Linked DNA regions of Sus scrofa: region 1 is linked to region 2. The links are chromatin contacts, called in public Hi-C maps. All regions are on one chromosome and are shown on one strand. Each heading gives the region's core, a stretch centred on a gene start, on an enhancer-like site or on the middle of the called end of the contact. The rest is flanking DNA. Distances are from core to core; before and after follow the strand shown.

The links. A called contact is a pair of places that touch in the nucleus more often than the background predicts.
Region 1: a Hi-C map of liver shows a contact between it and region 2, with 2.6 times the contacts expected there. The contact joins the promoter of BICD2 here to the promoter of IPPK in region 2. A contact is called at or near these places in 2 of 47 Hi-C or Micro-C datasets (heart right ventricle and liver) and 1 of 2 datasets of contacts at active chromatin or transcription factors (alveolar macrophages).

Annotation. Positions count from the first base shown.
Region 1 is chr3:42,455,397-42,458,457 of Sscrofa11.1, forward strand. It overlaps BICD2 (protein bicaudal D homolog 2), which reads right to left and starts at 1,425. Exons shown (of 7, transcript XM_021088132.1): 1 at 1,014-1,425. The coding sequence starts at 1,253. FGD3 (FYVE, RhoGEF and PH domain-containing protein 3) reads left to right here and starts at 1,676. Exons shown (of 21, transcript XM_021088137.1): 1 at 1,676-3,061.
Region 2 is chr3:42,366,762-42,369,769 of Sscrofa11.1, forward strand. It overlaps IPPK (inositol-pentakisphosphate 2-kinase), which reads right to left and starts at 1,401. Exons shown (of 13, transcript XR_002342483.1): 1 at 1,151-1,401.

The DNA of each region.
Region 1 (3,061 bases), core at 175-2,674, 89 kb after region 2:
GGATGCTACAGAGCAAGACACTAAGGCCCCTGCTCACAGCCACACCTCCAGGAAGGGAAAAGGTTTCGGTCCAAACCTAGGTGTTTCACTCAGAAAGCAACTTCTTCCTCCCCACCTCCACAACAAGGCTGGGGAGTCAGGGAGGACTGGGAGAGAAAAGGATGTTTAAATCACCCATGAGAATTACTTTGTGGGAAGGCTGCCTAGCTCTCTGGCTGCAAGATTCTCTGGCCACCTTGGGATCCACCTTGCAGATCTCCCAAGTGTATATCGCACAGGAGACACAAGGCTCTATCAATGACAAGCATCCACAGACCTGTCACCCAATTGCAAGGAAGGGCCTGAGAAGGCAGCCAGGACAGGAAGTGGACAAAGGAAGCACTGTATCCCAGAGAAGTAACTAGTGGGGAGGTCAGAGAGAGCTGAGCACGGGGAGGGACAGTGGGGTAGTCCAGGCAGTGGCCACATGCAAAGCAAGCCCCCGACTTGGCCCTGGTATGGCCTCACAGCGTTCACGGAAGACTGTGAGACCGCTGAAGGCGGCTGAGTCCAGATGAAAGAAGTAATGTGCCTGTCCTTCCCCAGGCGGTCACCTGTGTCCATCCCATGCCCCCACCCAGAAAGCCAAATACCGCAAAGGACGCCACCCCACCGTGCCCAAGACCTGGCATCAGGAGCCTGTAGACAGGCTGGCCACACGGCCCCACAGCAGCCCTTGCCACAGAGACCAGAATTTCTACAGCGCGCACTGCCCACCACATCTGGGGCCCGCCCCCCACAGCAGCGCAGCCTCCGACCCAGGGCGCCCCAGTGCTGGCCTGAAAGGCCTGGGATATGAGGTCGGTTCGGGGGTCCGCCTGTCCCGGGGTCGAGGTCAGTTTGGCCTGGGTCGGAGGACAGCTCTGGGGTCGGCGCTGACGTCTGTCTGACCCGGGGGTGAGGAGTCCGGGTCGGGTGTGGGGATTGGCCGGGGTGGGGGCGCGGAGGGCGTGGCGGCGGCCGCCCTTCCTTACCTCCTTGAGCTGCTCCATCTCGCTGCGGATAGCCTCATAGTCCACCTCAAGCTCCTCAAACTGTAGTTTTAGCTGATGCTTCTCCTCAAGCACTGCCAGCCCGTACTCGGCCGCCTGGATCTTCTCACGCGTGGTTTCGGCCAGCTCGTGCGACAGCCGCTTCACCTCTGCGCGCAGCCACTCCGGCTGCGCCTCCATCACGAGCCGCGCGTACTCCTCCTCTTCGGACGACGCGGACATGGTGGCCACGGCCGGGGTCGTGCCACTCCCTCCGAGGCTCAAGCCCGGCTCCCGCCCGCCGCCCCTGGAACCGCCGCCGCCGCCACCCAGCCCGACGGCGCCCGGGCCACCGCCGCTGCCGCCGCCGCCGCCACCACCACGCAGCCGCAGTAAGCTCGCTGTCGCGCGGGGCACTGTGGGGACCACAGTCCCGCCCGCGGGAACTACAAGACCCGACGTGCTTCACGCGCAGTCTTCTCCCGCCCGTGATTGGCCTGCGCCCTGTCCCGGGCCGCCCCGTCCCATGCTGTCGCCTCCGCAGCCGCCGCGCGGGGCAATGTGGGGTACGTAGTCCCGCTCGCCCACCGACTACAAGACCCGTCGTACCCTACGACCGCCAGCCCTCGCCCGCGATTGGCCTGCGCAGCTGCCGTCGCAAGGCCGGAAACTGATATTTTTCCGGTGCCCCCAGCGGTACTTACGAGGCTAGGGTCGGCGGTGCGCTGGGTGGCCGGGGTGGCCGTGGACTGCGCTGAGCGGTGGGTGGGTGGAGCCGGGCACGGTGCTAACCGCCGTGAGTGGAACGCCCGGCGCGGCGGGGGCACCGCGGGCGGGGTGGCTGTGAGGACAGTAATCCGGTGGCTCAGACAGGCGAGGCCAGCCTAGCCCAGGACGTATTTAGTGGAAGATATGGTCAAACCGCTAGCAGTAGAGCCCACCTTCGCCTCAAATAAGTACGAAACGCCTCCTGCTTGTTTTCTAAGAATTAGGCATTTCCATGCGCCCTAGGATTATCCAGGTCACTGCAGTGGCCTCGAATCAGAGACGCGTGGCCAGCCAGCGTCGCGTCCCTGCCCTACCCTTGTAGCATGGGTTCTAGTTAAGTCCTTACTCTCGCTCAGGCTGGGAGACTTTCTCCCTCTTTGTCTCTTTGACCTTGATCTTTCTGAGGCATGCAAGCCATAAGTGTACACACCGATGCATCCCCATGGTTAGATTAGGTTATGCACTTTGGCAGGAGCATCAGGGTGCTAAATTCGCAGAATCCTGTCAGGAGGCAAGGGTATTCCTTTGTTATTACTATCCTATGAGAAGGCAGTTTAGATTTTGCAACTATCCCGTCACTCCTCAAGCTCTTGAAATTTTTATTGAGGTATTCTTGATTTATGATACATGAGTAAGGTGTACAACACAATGATTCACTATTTTTAAAGATTGTGCTCCATTTATAGTTATTATAAAATATTGATTATATTCCCTATGCTGTACAATATATCCTTTTAGCTTAAGTATTTTATAATTTGTACCTCTTAATCCCTTACTCTTATTTTGCCCCTCTCGCCTTTCCCTCTCCTCACTGATAACTACTAGTTTGTTCTCTTTATCTCTTTATCTACTATTAAAAGTGATAACATATACTATTTGTCTGACTTATTTAGTATGATACACTAGGTTCATCCATGTTGTTGCAAATGGCAAAATTCCATTTTATATATATACACCACATAATCTTTATTATCTGTTAATGGACATTTAGGTTTCTGTAACTTGGCTATTGTAAATAATGCTGCTATGAATATTGGGGTGCATGTATCTTTTCAAATTAGTATTTTCCTTGGATATATATCCAGGAGTGGAATTAATGGATCATATGATGGTTCAATTTTTAGTTTTTTGAGGAACCTTCATACTGTTTTCCACAGTGGCTGCACCAACTTAACATTCCTACCAACAGTGTACAAGGGTTCTCTTCTCCATGTCCTCACCAACTTGTTATTTGTGGCCTTTTGATGATGGCCATTCTAGATGTGTGAGGTGATATCTCATTG
Region 2 (3,008 bases), core at 151-2,650:
GGCCACCTGGGTGACTGCAGCTTATCCTATAGCTGCTCCAGTGCACCAAGCTCAGGAGCAGGGTATACCCAGTTCCCACACCACCCCACAGGAAATGCTAGATGGATGGAGCAGTGCTCTCAATGGCTGAGTCCAAGGGGGATGATAGTTATCTCCTGCATAACTTGTCCAGCTCCTCATCTTTCTGGCAATTTTGCAAAAGGGATTCTGTTACTAGTTCCACTTTGCTAATGCAGAAACTGAGCCTAAGCCAGGCAGTGGTAGAACTGGGATTCTGCCCAGCTCTATGTGACTGCAACTCTCACGCTCTTAAGCCCTCAGTGACACCTATGCTCCTCCCCCAGCCCACCACATTCCTGCCTGGTTGTATCAGACAGCAAGATGTTAAAGAATCTGATCCTTCACACAAATCCACAAGCTTCTTTTCCTGGATTCACCTCAATGGGAGTTCTTACTGCACACTCCAAAACTCTCATCCTCACTGAATTACAAAAGAAATTCTATAAATTCTAAATTATTCTGGAGAAGAACCTGTGGACAATGCTCCACTAATATTAGCAACAGCAGCGGGACATCAGCAATTCCCTGCGTCTGAGAGGCTGAACTTAGATGTTGGGAGGTAACAGCACCCAAGCACTTCGGTTTCTTCCTCCTGAGCTTGCCCGTATTCTCCATCCTGCCTACAGCTAGCCCGGGCGGCCTCATCCCAACTGGGCAACTGGAGGCAGCACCATGTGAGCCCGGGGTCGGGGACTTTAGAGGGACACCAAACAGACCTGGGGCGGAGGTGACTGGGGGAAGGGAAAACCGATGTGGAGGCAGGGGAGTGTTGGGGAGACATGGCGCCCACCTAGAGGGAGGAGAGAGCTGGGGAGACACGAAACCGACCCGGGGAGAAGGGGGTGACACAAGGGGGACCAGGAACCGACCCAACGGAGGGTGATGCTGGGGAGACGCGGAACTAACCCGGGGGCGATGACACCGGGAGGACGAGCAACCGACAGAGAGAGGGCTACTGGGAAACTGACCCGGAGGCAGTGGGCGCCGGGGGGGATGGGGAACCGACTTAAGCGGAGAGGGTGCCTGGGGACAGGGAACCCACCGGGGACAGGGTGAGGACCTCAAACCGCGCCAACAGTCCATTCCTCACCTGCTCATGGGCCACCACTAGGCTCTTGTTGCCTTCACCGTGGTACCTCCATTCATTCTCGTCCATCTTCCCCTCGTCCATTCCCCGGTGCGGCCCTGGAGCCTCGCGGGGCCGCGAGCTGGGGGCCGCTGGTTCGCCTGGGCACCAGCCGCCACAGTCCCGGGAAGAACGCCTGTCAGCCGCCGCCTTCGCTAGACCCAGCTGCCCCGACTCGCAGGCGCGGGCCGCCGGAAGCCACGCCCCCGGCAGCTCCATGACTAAGCCGGGCAACTTCCGGGTTCGCGTCAGCTTCTTCTCTAGTGACAAGTGTGGCAGATGGGCTGGCGGCCATCTTAGGTTCTGGTACAGTGACCCACTTCCGGAGCGCGGAACCGGAAGGGAGGTTTCCGGATGGCGCCGGAAGTGATGCAAGCGGAAGAGCCTGGGACAGGCTCGGCGTGGAACAGGGATATAAGCGGGCTGGGGTGGGTGTAGCGGTCCCCGAGAGCTGGGAACCAGGGGTCCCAGTGGGGAGGGGGGGCGGGGTTGGCATTCAGGCAGGCCGGGTGCTGGGAAGGATGCCGGGAGCGGGCCAGGGTGGGTGGTCGCTACGGCTGGAGACTGCTCAGCCATGGGGCTTCACCAAGGTACTTGGCGTCTCAGCCTTCTTTTTTGTAGAATGGGGTACGTTTCTCACTTGTGGCGTTAATACCACCGTTTGCTTCTTACCGAATGCAGAAACATCCCAGTGGTCCCAGGAGGTGGAAACACCGTCATCCACACCTTACAAATGAGGAAGTATGGCTCAAAGAGGCAAGTGGACTCCTAAGTGGTGCTTTTGCTGAAACGTTGCATGAAAAACTGGGTTCACCTTTTGGTGGGTGTCAAGCCAAAAGACACAACAAAGCCATAGTGGGAGAAGGGAGGATTTATTACTTGCAGCAACTAAGGCGAACATCAGGGATCTTTCCCAAAGCAGTGTCTCCCCATAAAGCAAAAATGAGGAAGTTTTAAAATAAGGGTAGATGCATAGTCATGAAGGGGCTTGGGCAGTCACAGAGCCCAAGCTTTAGTTGATTCAAGTCCTAAACAGAACTGGGAGTCTTTATAATTGATATATCTTTGCTGCAGCCAATTTATTCTTGCTGTTGTTATTTCTCTTGCCTGATACCAATTTGTTTTTTTGTCCCCTTAAGATCATTATCACTGGGAGTTCCGATCATGGCTCAGTGGAAAAGAATCTGACTAGTATCCATGAGGATGCAGGTTCGATCCTTGGCCTCACTCAGTGGATTGGGAATCCAGCGTTGCTGTGAGCTGTGGTGTAGGTGGCAGATGCAGCTCAGATTTGGTGTTGCTGTAGCTGTGATGTAAGCTGGCAGCTATAGCTCCGACTGGACCCCTAGCCTAAGAACCTCCATATGCCACAGGTGCAGCCCTTGGCCAAAAGTGGCTTCTCTTATGCTAAGAAAACCATGCCTGTTTTTTTTTTTTCTAGGGACCCCCCTAGCCTATCTGCCTACTGGAGGAATAGTTTTCATTGACTCTTGAGTGACGCACCTTAAGCGTGACATTTTAATTCTGCCTTTGCACTTAATGTCAGTGAAGCAAAGGGCAGGTCTCTGCCCTTCTCCGAGTCTTTATTCACTTTTGAAGTAGGACTAATGATACCACCTCATAGAGCTACAATGAGGATTAAATTAGATTAGTGGTTCTCAGGCTCCCTCTTAAGACCATTTTATACTCTTTAAAAATGACTGAGGACCCCAGAGTTCCTACTGTGGCTCAGCGGTAATGAACCCAACTAGTATCCATGAGGACGTGGGTTCAATCCCTGGCCCCACTCAGTGGGTCAAGGATCCGGCATTGCCATGAGCTG